Regions from separate parts of the Muntiacus reevesi genome. Here region 2 is linked to region 1. A link is a contact called in public Hi-C data. All regions are on one chromosome and are shown on one strand. Each heading gives the region's core, a stretch centred on a gene start, on an enhancer-like site or on the middle of the called end of the contact. The rest is flanking DNA. Distances are from core to core; before and after follow the strand shown. Region 1 holds the start of RAB30 (RAB30, member RAS oncogene family). Region 2 holds the start of PRCP (prolylcarboxypeptidase).

The links. Hi-C and Micro-C count contacts between places; a contact is called where the count stands out from the background.
Region 2: a Hi-C map of muscle shows a contact between it and region 1, with 6 times the contacts expected there. The contact joins the promoter of PRCP here to the promoter of RAB30 in region 1. A contact is called at or near these places in 2 of 3 Hi-C or Micro-C datasets (blood and muscle).

Annotation. Positions count from the first base shown.
Region 1 is chr5:12,478,859-12,485,307 of mMunRee1.1, reverse strand. RAB30 (RAB30, member RAS oncogene family) reads right to left here and starts at 3,176. Exons shown (of 6, transcript XM_065936983.1): 1 at 2,992-3,176. It overlaps LOC136169174 (a long non-coding RNA gene), which reads left to right and starts at 3,386. Exons shown (of 4, transcript XR_010663392.1): 1 at 3,386-3,512; 2 at 3,916-3,986; 3 at 4,429-4,880.
Region 2 is chr5:12,624,719-12,631,167 of mMunRee1.1, reverse strand. It overlaps PRCP (prolylcarboxypeptidase), which reads right to left and starts at 2,639. Exons shown (of 9, transcript XM_065936994.1): 1 at 2,600-2,639; 2 at 823-1,005. The coding sequence starts at 990. It overlaps DDIAS (DNA damage induced apoptosis suppressor), which reads left to right and starts at 2,684. Exons shown (of 7, transcript XM_065936991.1): 1 at 2,684-2,791; 2 at 2,902-3,029.

The DNA of each region.
Region 1 (6,449 bases), core at 1,927-4,426:
ACAAAGGGAGAAAGAAATGCAGAGTTATTCAAGGTCACAAAGATGGCAGAAGTGAGGCCAAAACTAACCCTCCCATTTAGCTCATTTCTCCTCCCGAAAACACTAAAAAGCCTGGGTAGAAGAGGGAGCAACTTAGAAGAAAATTCAGAATGAAAAGATGGTGAGTGTGAGGTCTCAGGTGGTGCGGGAGCGCTTCTGAATCTGCCTGTCACACTAGTTGCCTCCAGAAGGACAGCAGTGAAACCTCCCCTGCCTAGAGGAGCTCTTACTTCACAAACAAACATAGCCACTACCACCTCCTTTGCCTTAATGGGGCGGTGGGTATAAAACAACAAACTTCTCTCAGCCAAAAAGGAGAAGAAACGACAGGAAGAAAAGCGGTTTCAGCTCCAAGCATCTTCAAAAAAAAAAAAAACCCAAATGGGCAGTTTGCTCACTTGGACCTGCTCCTCAGCAATCAACAGGGAAGGGAGCAGAAAAGACTTACCCCCCAACAGGGGTGGGGGGTAGGGTGGGTAATAAATTAGGAAGAAGCCATTCAAAGTCTACTGATTCTCTGAGAATTAGGAGAACATTTTGTGTAGAGCATTAAAAACCTTGCCAGGGGCTTCACTGGTGGCTCAGTGGGAAATAATCCTCCTGCCAATGCAGGAGACACGGGTTCAATCCCCAGTCCGGGAAGATCCCACGTGCTGTGGAGCAGCTAAGCCTGTGCGCCGCATGCTGCGTCTGTGCTCTAGAGACGGGAGCCGCAACTACCGAAGCCCAGGCTCTGCAACAAGCGAAGCCGCTGCAATGAGAGGCCCCGGCACCGCCACCAAGAGCAGCCCTCGCTCACCACAACTCGGGAAAAGCCCTCGCCACAATGAAGACCCAGCATGGCCAAAAATAAAGAAATAAAGAAAATTATATTTAAAAAAACCCCAAAACTTGTAATGTTCCGGCAGCTCTTAAAACATGTACCCATGAAAGGAAAAGTAGCGTGAGCTCAACTGTAACAGTTCACTGTCCTCCCCAGGCTGCAGGAGCCAAATTATGTCTGCGACAGAAGCCACAAACCAGGCCAAGGGGTTAGGTTCATTCTGTTCATCCTGCCAAGCACCAACTGCAAGAAGAAAAGGCAAAGCCTCTTCCATGAGGACTCAGTAGAAGAAATATTTGAAGTCTCAATTACCCTGGAGGTTCTGGGTGAGGCAGAGAAGAGATGGAGGGTATCCAGAGCCTGGAAGGACTCTTAGAGAGAGAGAGATGTGATATACTGGTGATAGGGAGATTTTGAAACACAGAGGGAAAAATGAGAATTGCAAATGGACAGACAGGGAGAAAAACTGGAAGAACTTCAAGAGACACAGAGGGGTGTGGAAAGGAAGACAGCACAGAAGGGGTGCTCAGGAAAGCAGACAATAAGCAACAGAGGGACACAGAAAGAAGCAAAGCCAGGCAGACCATCTTTTCCCAAATCCCAAAGCTGCTCATTGCATTCCAATAAATCACTCTACTACAAAGCCCATACAATGGACTGTCCTTTGCATTCAGTAACAAGCGGCATGGAATGAAGCATCGCCCAGCTGTAACTTCAGAGACCTAACGGTCTGAATTAAAAATGAACAAAATTGGTTCAGCAGCAGAAGATAACCAGTGATGACTTTCCCCCAGTGGCTGACTTGGCTCCGAAAAGGTTTGGCATTTTGGAGTTAAGCATAAAACACTCTGGCATTTCTCCTTTTGACATTCCAAGAGGGGGTGTGGTTGACCCCAGGTCCATTCATTTCCAAGGTTGTAGATCTCTCAGCTTAAGACTGGCCCCATCTGTTCTGGAGTCAGCCAGCTGTTTATTCCAAAATGACATATTTATTGTACTAATCATCCTAGTAACTCTTACAAGAACAGAGCCAATATCACATGGGTCAAAATGCTCTCTGTCCTGTTAGACGTGTCAGTTTGTTTAAAAAAAACAAAACCAAAAAGCCAAAAAAGCTCTACTGTCATTTTCGGTTTCCAAGTCCAGGATCCCTCTTCCATGCCGTACCTTTCAGTAATGGCAAATGAAGGTTAACAGTGCTTCTAACTTGTCCTTTCCCTGATGCGTTAAAAATGAACCCTAACGATCCATTCTCCAAACCGTTATTTGTGACTGGTGACTGCCTCAGGAAAGGACAGCTCATTAGGGTACCACTGTCAGTGGCAAGAAGCCTATTGCAACGTAATTTAAAACATTCGCACAAGTACAAATCTGTCGGCTCCACTTCCAAACAATCCTGAAACCCTGCAGTTGGGAGAGGAAAAACACTCAACGAAAACGTTGCTTCCAGCAGCCTCAAAGAACCTTGCCCAGACACGTGAAATGTTTCTGACTGGCACGGAGTGCACCATTAAAGGACACTGTCACCTCAAACCGGCAGAAAAGGCGACGAGACAAACGACGTAGACACACACACACACACACACACACACACACACACACACACACACACACACACAAAATAAAGCCCCACAAAACTTAACCTACTCAGACGCACGCTCATCTTAAAAATGAATAGTGTGTGCTCGCCCAAGTGACACGAAATGTTCCAAAGTAGTGCGACCACATGAAATCACTGGCTCCCTGTCTCCCCACGCATCACCCCTTCCCACTCAAATCCCAGCACTCGGGCCGTATGTGACAGGACTGCAGTCTCCCACCACTGCCTTCCTCTGATTATTTTCCAAGAGCACTTCCCAACATCCTCCCCAACCCAGCTCCCTCTCCCAGCCTTCAAAAAGGTTGAGGGGAGTTGCGACTAGGGAATTGGCAAGCATCCGTCCTCTGGCGGGGGAAGGCTGCTGGAGTTGTTCTTTGCAGTGACCCAAATTGCAGAGAGCTTTTCGCTTAGCAGCGCTTGTGAACAACCTTCCCAATCCTCCCACCCCCATCTTCCCAAAAGAAAGCCTTGAGAACTAAGCGGGAGGAATAACTTGGTAGAATCATTTGAATAAATCACTTCAACTCACCTGGTTTGGGATTTTTCTCCCCACCCCAGGCATAAACAGAAAGGATGTGCGAATGAGTCACGCAAGCAAGGGAGGGTGTTGCGATGTCCTAAGTCCAAAGGCTGAAGTCAGTCCTTGCCCTGGTGCTGCTGCTACGCTTAGCTCAGCTGGAGCGAGCGGCAATCGCAAGCCTAGCAGCAGCAGGGGGGTGGATAGACCGTAGCACAATGAATGCAGTGGGGTTTTTGCAATGACATCATCCCACTGTCCTAAAGGCCCCAATAGCCATGCTCAGGAGCGGTTCATTCTGGGAATCGTAGTTTCCTCAAGGCCAGGCGGAACAGCCGGGCTATCCGCCGGAACTACAATGCCCAAAATGCCCCACGGTCGGACGCGCTTGGAGAGGGCGAAGGGAGCGAAGTGGGCACGGCAGCCATGTTAGGGGTGCTGAACCGATTCCGCGGCGCCGGCTGAGTTTTTAGGGGACGCGGGAGCCGAGTGGTGGTGCAGAGGGGACAGTGAGAAGGAGGACAAGTCGGTCGGTGAGCCTGGGTTCCGAACCTGGGCACCGGGGGATGGAGGCGGCGTCTGGGGCCGAGTAGGACGTGTCCGACTGGTGGCGGCTTGAGAGGCCGAGTGGGCCTCGGCCTTACGGCCCTGCTGGAGTTGGCGGAGGTCGCCTACGCCTCTTGCCCCACGTTGTGACAAAGGGATTGAGGGAGTCAGTTTACTTCTGGGCTCAGAGCAGCAAATTGAGCCGCTGACAGGATAGTAAGGGGCGGTTGTGTTTTTCCTGTGGGAGTGGGGTGCGCTGCGGGGATCCCGGGTGGCGACCCTCTAGCCTTTGGTCGCAGAAGCTTCTACCTAAGGAATTGGGCTATCTCTCCCAGATTTTTTTTTTTAATTGTCTTGTCATTCTGCAACCGTCCTTACTCCTTTCCCAAGGTGTCGGACCCTCATTGGTCTTTCCTGCAGAAGTGATTTGCAAAAGGTTCCAAAGACATCGATGTTAAAAGGTAGCTAAGCTGGAAGGGAACGGCGCTTTGGCCCCGCAGTAAAGAAAACACAAAGCCCCTGTTTAAAATGACATCTTCATACTTGCCAGCGAAGGCAGGGAGACTTTAAAAGGAAATACTGATGATCGGCCTGTTGACGGCTGGAGACTGGTTCCTGAGTAAGAGGGTTCTTGAATAAACCTAGAGTGCATATTGAAATTACTGCCCAGACGGGATCTTCAGGACTATGAACCACCAACTTATTTTAAAAATACAATTAGTGTTTAATTTGTAGAACTCCATATATACCACTACTTTAGCAGCTAATTTGCTTTCAAACTAAGTAGCTGAAACTAAAATCATTGGTCTTTTAAGTTGTTTTGCCCAGTATCTCGAATGAACTGTATTTATTTTTTCTCCATTTGTGTTGTTAAAACAATGCTGTGTGTTTGTTCTTTTTCAGAGTCTGTCTACACAATGAAAAGATGAAAAATTTTCTTTCCTCCTGAGGGTGTCGGAAGGGCTAAAAAGGCTGATATATTAGTGCTGTTTTTCTCCTTTCCTTTTGCATATTATCCTGAAAACATAACATCACTTTGGGTTAGTAGGGTTATGCACTTCACTTGTTAGGAGTTAAAATTATAGCTGATAAATGGATTATCGTATCAAGGAAGGACTAGGCAAGAGTGGTTATAAATGAAAAAAACATGGTCAAAACATCTCTCAGATGCATGCAGATGATAATTACAAAGACAGTTTTATAAAGAATGATCTTACATATTGCCTTGTTTCTAGGAACAAATCAGATGAATGGCTTTCATTTTTAAACAGAGGTGGTATGTGCTGGTCTCAGTTATGCATGGAAATCATGGCATTATTTGTTATTCAGAAATACCTTCTTTACTAGTAATGTTGGTAAGTATAGGAAAAGGAACAAAATGTGTGCTATTTTCTTTGTGATCAATGTTTCTTTGTAAAACTATAGACATGTTTTAACCTTAAGAGAGAAAATAGACTGAACAGATTTACATTTAGGCTCCCTTTCAAACTCATACAAATTATTTTTAGGGGTTGGTGATTCATGGGTGGTGTTGTGTCTCATATGAACTTATCTTGTTCATTTTGTAAGAGACTTCTTTATATAAGCAACAACCTCCTCAATTTGAATTACTATTTAAAAAAAAATTGGTGGGGGTGGGGGAACCCAGCAGATTTCTCAGAAACATTGTATGAGAGAAATGAGACCTATATAATATAGTGATTTCTGTAATTTGTCATGTGTTTGGGTAGTTAGAAATTTTTTTCAGCCTTTTATCTAATGGGCATCAAGCCATAAAGAAATCTAGTTATTATCTCAAAAAACAACTCCATGACCCTTAAATTTTAGGAAAAAAATTTATGTACTCTATATGGATATTTTGTTTAAAAAATTAGTATTACAGGAGTTGATGATGCCAATTTCTGAAAGAATAACTGCAGTGTTCCAGAATAAAACCTGTGTTAGGGACTTCCCTGGTGATCCTGTAATTAAGACTCCACCTTCCAATGCAACAGGTGCAGGTTTACCAGGTGGCTCAGTGGTAAAGAATCCACCTGCCAGTACAGGAGATGTGGGTTTGATCCCTGTGTCTGAAAGATCCCTGGAGAAGGAATTGGCAGCTCATTCCAGTATTCTTGCCTGGAAAACCTCATGGACAGAGGAGCCTGGAGGTCTCTAATCCATGAGGTCTTAAAGAGTCAGACACAAGTGAGCAGCAGCAGGGAACTAAGATCCCACATGCTGTGGGGTGTGGCCAAAGTAAAGAAGAAAACAAGTGCGGTTAGGAATGCCTAATGCAGATAAACCTACCTTCTTTTTATCTCAAAGGAGAGTTAAGACATTGATTTGTATTATATTTATAGATAGCTCATTAAAGAGTATTGAGTTAGTTGTTAGGTCAAGAGTTTTCTCAATAGGGTCAAGTGTCTGGATCACCTGTGGAACTCTAGATACGTGAAGCTTATTTCCCACCCATTCACCCAGGTGAATTATTTTTGTTCAGGGTTGTCACCAGCTGTTGTATATCTTTAAAACACTACAGGTGAGTTTACAGTGGAAGGGTAGAGCAGCCTTCCACATCCCAGATTTGTAGCTCTTTGTGGTGTGTGACATGAGTAATAAAGATTTTAGGTTTATTAATATATTCATAAATGAATTTTCAAGACGTGTAGATGACCTAAGGATTAATTTATGCATGGTAGAGGTGGGGGGAATCACTTTTACCTTAAGAATACCATAACATCCTGACTTCTTGAATATTTCTTTGAGTGAAATCTGGTCTAAGAAACTCTGATCGCAAAAGACACAGCAGTAAGCTCAGAGCTGTGACAAACTTATGGGAAAGTTATTCAGATAATTAAACTGAAGTATCTAGACGGAGTCAACAAGATATTTGAATTTCTGAAAATAATTTTCTTTAGCTCCTTGCTCTCAATCCTAATTTT
Region 2 (6,449 bases), core at 1,390-3,889, 150 kb before region 1:
TCCAGGGGATCTTCCCCCACCGAAGAATCAAACCCCCATCTCTTTTATCTCCTGCCTTAGCAGGCAGATTCTTTACCGCTGTGCCACCTGGGAAGGTCATCTATCTTTTCACAGGCTCCCAGAAATACAGAACTGTAAGTGATATTGTCATTTCACAAAAGATGTACTTCTTCATCCAGGCTTCTCTGGGAATACCTACCTCATGCTTCAGCCAAGCACAAAGGTATCATGCCTACCTTAAACCTCTAAACTCAGACTTCAGAACTACAGAGATGCTCACCTTCACTCCCCTCTCCAAATTTTGACAGACTCCTGCAACTTCCAGGGAAAGTTGAAAACTCTTAATAAAAGGGTTACAAAAGCAACAACTCTGAGTTGAGCATGAGACAACAGACTGGCATTTTTGATTGAAAAAATATTATATATTATCTGGTAAGATATTAGAAATTTGAACTTAGGGGCTGCTTTGGGACAAAAGATGACTGTCACCGCGAAGTAGGCTCCAGAGCTGGCATTAAATAATTTCAATTTGGCGAGAGGTCAAAGGAATTTTAAAGCATCCTCTGCAAGCAGGAGTTGAAGTGACTGTGATGGTCAATCACAGAAGGGAGTGTAGAGCCAGAACTGACAATAAATTATTGGTGACGGTAGGTGAGTTTAAACAGACTGAGACTTGGGGCCACCATCTGTAACATGTGAGTCAAAGGTCGGACAAGTCCTCAGCATCAGGGTTCTGCAATTTCGGATGAGCTCCGGTGCCTGAAAACCACAAAGCCCCAGTTCTCGCCACCCACTCGGACACTCCAGCCCTTTTGGCCTTACCTTCTGTTGGATGTAGCGAATTGAATACTTCAGGGTAATAGTGGGGCGGGATCTGAAGCTGGTTGACCAGGGCAGGCTGCTAGGGGCCCTCAGTGACGGCGATACGGGGCTGGAGGCCCCAGGAGTTAGGAAAGCTAGGAGCAGGAGCAGGAGGGAGCGGCGCCCCATGGCTCTGGACCGCGGCTGCAGAGCGGGTAGAAGGGAGACAGGCAGATGCACGCCGCCCCGCCCAGCCCGCAGCTCCGCCCCCGAGACAGGCCCCGCCTTCCCCGGGGAAACCCCATGCCACCCCGCCCCTCAGCAAAGCCTCTCAAATTCGAATTGCCCAAGCCATTCCGACCCCTGTCCCAGTCCCACAGGGCGCCGCCAGATTTCATTTCCCTCTTGTACCGTGCCCTCTTTAGAGTTTACCTTTAGTCCCTTCCGACTCAAAGCCTGCCTTTATCATCCCAGGGCCCCTCCTATCTGACCTCTGAACCCCATTCTTAACTATATCACTCCCCCACAAACACTTTCCCCCCACCCTATATCCTCCCGTTTATCGTCACTGCCAAACCCTGCCCTGTCCACCTCTATTTCATCGCCACATCCTTGTCCTCCACAAACCCTACATAATAATAGCGTGTGCATGCGTGCGAACGCGCTAAGCCGCTTGAGTCCTGTCCAACTCTTTGCGACCCTATAGACGGTAGCCTGCCAAGCTCCTCTGCCCATGGAATTCTCCAGGCAAGAATACTCGAGTGAGTTGCCATGCCCTCCTCCAGGAGAATCTTCACAACCCAAGGATCTAACCCAAGTCTCCCGCATTGCAGGCGGATTCTTCAGCGTCTGAGCCACCAGGGCAGCCCCGGGAAGGGCTACTGCCAACTAAAAACTGGTACTAGCCACCAGCTCTACAAGGACTAAATCACTCACTAGTCACTCAGCCCTGACAGTCAAAACAGCCTGAAAGGAGGAGCTCAGGGTACAGATCTGCTCCTCCTGACTGGCAGCGGCACCTACCAATCCGTATTAATGTGTGCATATCCTGCCCTTTTCACTAAAATCATATATACTACTAACCTTCCCCACTACCTCTTTGAAGCAGTTCCTCAGCGATATGGGAGACGCTGTCTCTAGGGTTATAGGCCTCATTTTGTCCTACTACAGGTCACGATAGCACTGGTCTTAGTGGCAGACACTAACTCAATCATGGGTCGTGTATGACTGCTACCCTCACTTACAGCTGAGGACACTGAGGTGAGGAGAGGTGCCGGGACTTGCACTAAGTCACTCAGATAGGAACCAGTGTAGCACGGCTTCCTGGCTCCTTTGCACCGCCACCTCCGGGTCAGCCTAATCACCTCCTAGGGGACTCTGGCGGTTGGTCACCCCTACACATGCGTGAAGCCCACGCAGTCCACTTCTCAACTGAGGTCGCCTCGGAATCCCACTAGGTCCGGGTCCCTGCTTCCAAGCTACGCCCCCTTCCGTCTTCCGGCACCCAGCTTCGGACCCCGCCTTCCCCTCTCCTTGGGGGCAGTCCCAGCCTCAGAGGGCGGAGTCCCCTTCGGTCTTCGCGACTCTCCCACCACCGACTTCCGCTTCTCCTTCCAGTCAGCCAGGTGAACGTCTGAGGGGCGCTCCCACCCACTACCACCCTTCCCGGGGTCCCTACGCCTAGCTGGCTCAACGCTGCCTCAAAATCAACTGTACAGACTGTTCTACTGCTCCATCAGTTGGGAAAGGACACTTGCCAAACCCTCTCTGACAAAAATGGTCGTTCCCAAAAGCTCACAAGTTGTCGCGTTACATCTCCACCCTCGGCGGCGTCTTCTTCTGATTGGCTCTGAGGGCAGACAGTCATGGCGTCACTTCCGGCGGAAGGAAGCGCGGGAGATTCGATTGGCAGACACTCTCTTGCCGCTTGAGTCCTGGGGGTCCGCGTCACTGAGCTTCGCCCGGGCAGGTTCCTGGTCTTCTACCTCAGGTGAGGAGGTGCGGGAGGAGATTCTCGGGGAACAAGGGCCGGAGACTCCTAAGAAGACCCCTAAACGTCGTTCTGAGTGAGCCTCAGAGCATTCTACGTTGTTTTTTCAGGAGTCAGTCTCTTCCATAAAAGGGCGGTTATGAGAGTAGAAGAGTGAGAAGGTCTGTTCTTTTCATTTTAGACGGTGCTGTTGCAGTCAATCAGAGAGCGTCTGTGTGTGCCATCGGCCTGGAAACGGGTAAGTGTCTGGAACCCGAAATACAGGGAGGAAAAGGTGCTACTGCAAATTTTGAGTTGCTCGGAGGTTCGTACACAGCTGGCTGCTATGCCCAGTAGTATCTGCTAAAAAGGGATCTTTTCCAAACTGCTTTGATGACTCAGAGGGACAAGTGCTTCAACTGAGCAGGGTGTTCAAACCAGAAACAAGTTTTCTAGGTACCTTCCTTGTCTCTCACATCAAGCCATACCAACCTCTTGAATATCTCAATCCATACACTTCTCGCCAGTTTTACTTTGGTTCAGCACAACAGTTTCCTAACTATGACTGTAGCCTCCCAGCTGGTTCTTTCAATTTCCTTACGTTCCAATACAGTCTCCATGTTGCTAGGCTGATAAAGTACAGATCTGATCAGGGCACTCCCCATTAAAAAACCTTTCCTTTGGTCGCTCCTGTTTGCCCTCAGGTTTAAGTCTAAACTCCTTAACGTGGTTAACGGGGCCCTTCTTGTCTGGCCTTTGCCTAGTACTCCAACTTTGTTTTTCCACCTCTCCAGCCCTGTGCTCCAACCACATGGAATATCCTTTTGAGTCCCTCAAATACACCATTCTCCCTCACCTTCAGACTCCTTCTGAATCCCATTCCACCTAGTTCTTACTCATTCTTTAGGTCTCAATTTATGAAGCTTTCTAAATCAGGAAGCCTTTCGTCATCCTGCAAAATTGGGTCACAAAGAACCCAGTAGTTACTTACTCATTCTACAGATAGTTTTTAAGCGTCTCCCTCTGTGCCAAGAACTTCTAGGTATTAGGATCACAATGGTGAACAAGATGTGAGATTCCTTCCTAATGGAACTTAAACTTTTTATGTGTGGATTTAAAAAGAGTGAAGTGGAATATATTTGAGTTAGGTTTGTCTGGGAAGGCCTCTGAGGAATTGACACTTAAATTGAGGCCTAGAAGATGAGAATGATCTAACCATGCAATAGAAGAAAGGAAGAAAATTCCAGAGTGAACAGGTTATGTGAAGGCCTTAAAGCAGGAAAGAACTTAGCATCTTAATGTTCAAGAAACTAAGAAAAGGCTAGTGTTGCTGGAATGTGTTCAGAAAGGACAGCTGCATGAGATGATTTTTTTCTTTCTATCTCTAACCCTGTCCCCTTCCCCATCTCTGGAACTTTACCTGTCATAAGTGCAATGAACAAACTGTGCTTGACACTCACTAAGAGTTTCCTGAGTAGTGTTTTTAAAATATTTTTCATCATTATTTCTCCAAACAAAAGAGGTTTTGTCTGTTTTTTGTTTATTTGATTTTTTTTTTAATCTCCTGCCTTCCTCTCCCTTTTCCAGAATTTTCATTTTAATGTCAGAAGATCATTTCTCAAGGACTTGTTATGACTGCCATTAGAAAGATTAGACAAAGTATGCACTCTTAGAGGGAGGCTATTAGACAGCTTTAATAAAGCAACTCAAAATAACTACCCTTTCCATAGCTGAGGAGTCTGTCCTATAATATATGAAATGGGAAATCTGAGAGCAACAGAATGACAAAGATTTTCTTGCAAAGCAAGAGCAGTTTGAGGAGGAATGAAGAAAGGGAGAGGAGTTAGTCACATCTTCTTTTCTGTATGCCGTTAGAAGTGTGGGCCAGTTTTTTAAAGGAGTGCTTTCATCCTTGTCCATAGTCTTAGACTGAATCAGTCCCCCTATTATATTTTCTCATGGTATAATGTACTTTTCCTGTATAGAATTTTCCACCTATCTCTTACTAAGCTATAGATCTAGTGACCAGGTAAGGACCTTGTCTATTTTGTTCATCACTTATATTATTCCCATCACCTGGTATTTATCAACTGCACAATAAATAATTGATAAATAAGTAAGTATATTTGAACTTGGACTTCACAGGTGACACTAGTAGTAAAGAATCTGCCTGCTGATGCAGGAAACACAAGAGTCGCAGGTTCGATCCCTGGGTCTGGAAGATCTCCTGGAATAGGAAATGACAACCTGCTATGGTATTCTCGCCTGAAAAATTCCATGGACAGAAGCACCTGGCGGGCTATGTCCATGGGGCCACAGAATCAGGCGCGACTGAGCACATATTGAACTTATTAAATTGGAATATGGTTTGTTGACTGTGGTGGAACTGAAAGCAATGTAACGCTGTATCACCACCTCCCCAATAAAATCAAGAAGAAAGATAAACCGCAGATAGACACCACATATGGAATTGTCCCCAAGTCTGTGATCATGTTTTCCTAACTTTAGTATTTGCTCATTCCTCATGCTTCATTCAGTTTTCCATCAAACATGGATTCAATACCTTAAGTCAGGCACTAGAGAGAGACACAAAACAAACTAGATGAGAAGAATCATAAGGAAATACTATGGAAACAGCCAAGGGAATGACTATAGTGACTGCCTAAAAGGATCTGATTTCATATTTGTCCACTGCCAGTGGATGGAAAGTCTTTTTGCTGTTTGCTGAGTTTACCAAGTGAAACGCAAATAATAAAAATACCTTAATGACCTATTTCATTTCAGTTCTCAAATTTACCCATTGTTTTCTGAACATACTTATTTCTCCACTAGAGGGCAATAAACCCTTAAATAATAACAATTTAACCAACTTCTTGCCTTTAAAAATATAGTGATTAGTGCTTGCACAATTAATTTAGAAATTAATTCCCAAATATTTCTGCTTATGTGTGTTTATTATTTACTAGTGACTTGATAGACCAGGCCCCCATCCTCATGAAACTTTCAGACTAATGAGGGTAGAACTAACAGAAACAAGGGAGCATGTATCATCTGATATATACATTTTCATGATGGCATATTTCACAAGTGTGATTAGTACCATAAAGGAATAAAATGGATGATATGGAAACCAAGCAGAAGAGAGTATTTATTGAAATGAAAAGGGGCTCTCTACAGGGTAACATTAAAGATTTAATGATGAGGATGAGAGCCAACTATTTGAAAAACTAAGGGAAAAGCTTTATAGACAAAGAGAAAAGTAAGAACAGAAGCCTGAAAAGAGAAGTTATTTTGTGCATTTAAGGAGCAGAAAGAAGGCTGGCATGGCTTGAAGTGTAGTGATTAAAGAGGGCAAGTGGGACAAGGTGTGGTCAGAGAGGTAGTGCTGGATGAGTTAAGGCCTTACAGGCATTGTGGAGAATTGAGGCTTCATTTCAAACTACAAGATTTTAAGCAGATAAAAGACCACATTTTCAGGAGGGAGTTTTGCCCTGTTTTATCCCCCCTAGCTCATATATGGGCTTCTGTTGTGGCTTATGGTAAAGAATCTGCCTGCAATGCAGGAGACACAGGTTCAATCCCTGGATCAGGAAGATTCTCTGGAGGAGGAAATGGCAACCCACTCCAGTATTCTTGCCTGAAGAATCCCATGGATAGAGGAGCCTGGTGGTCTACAGTC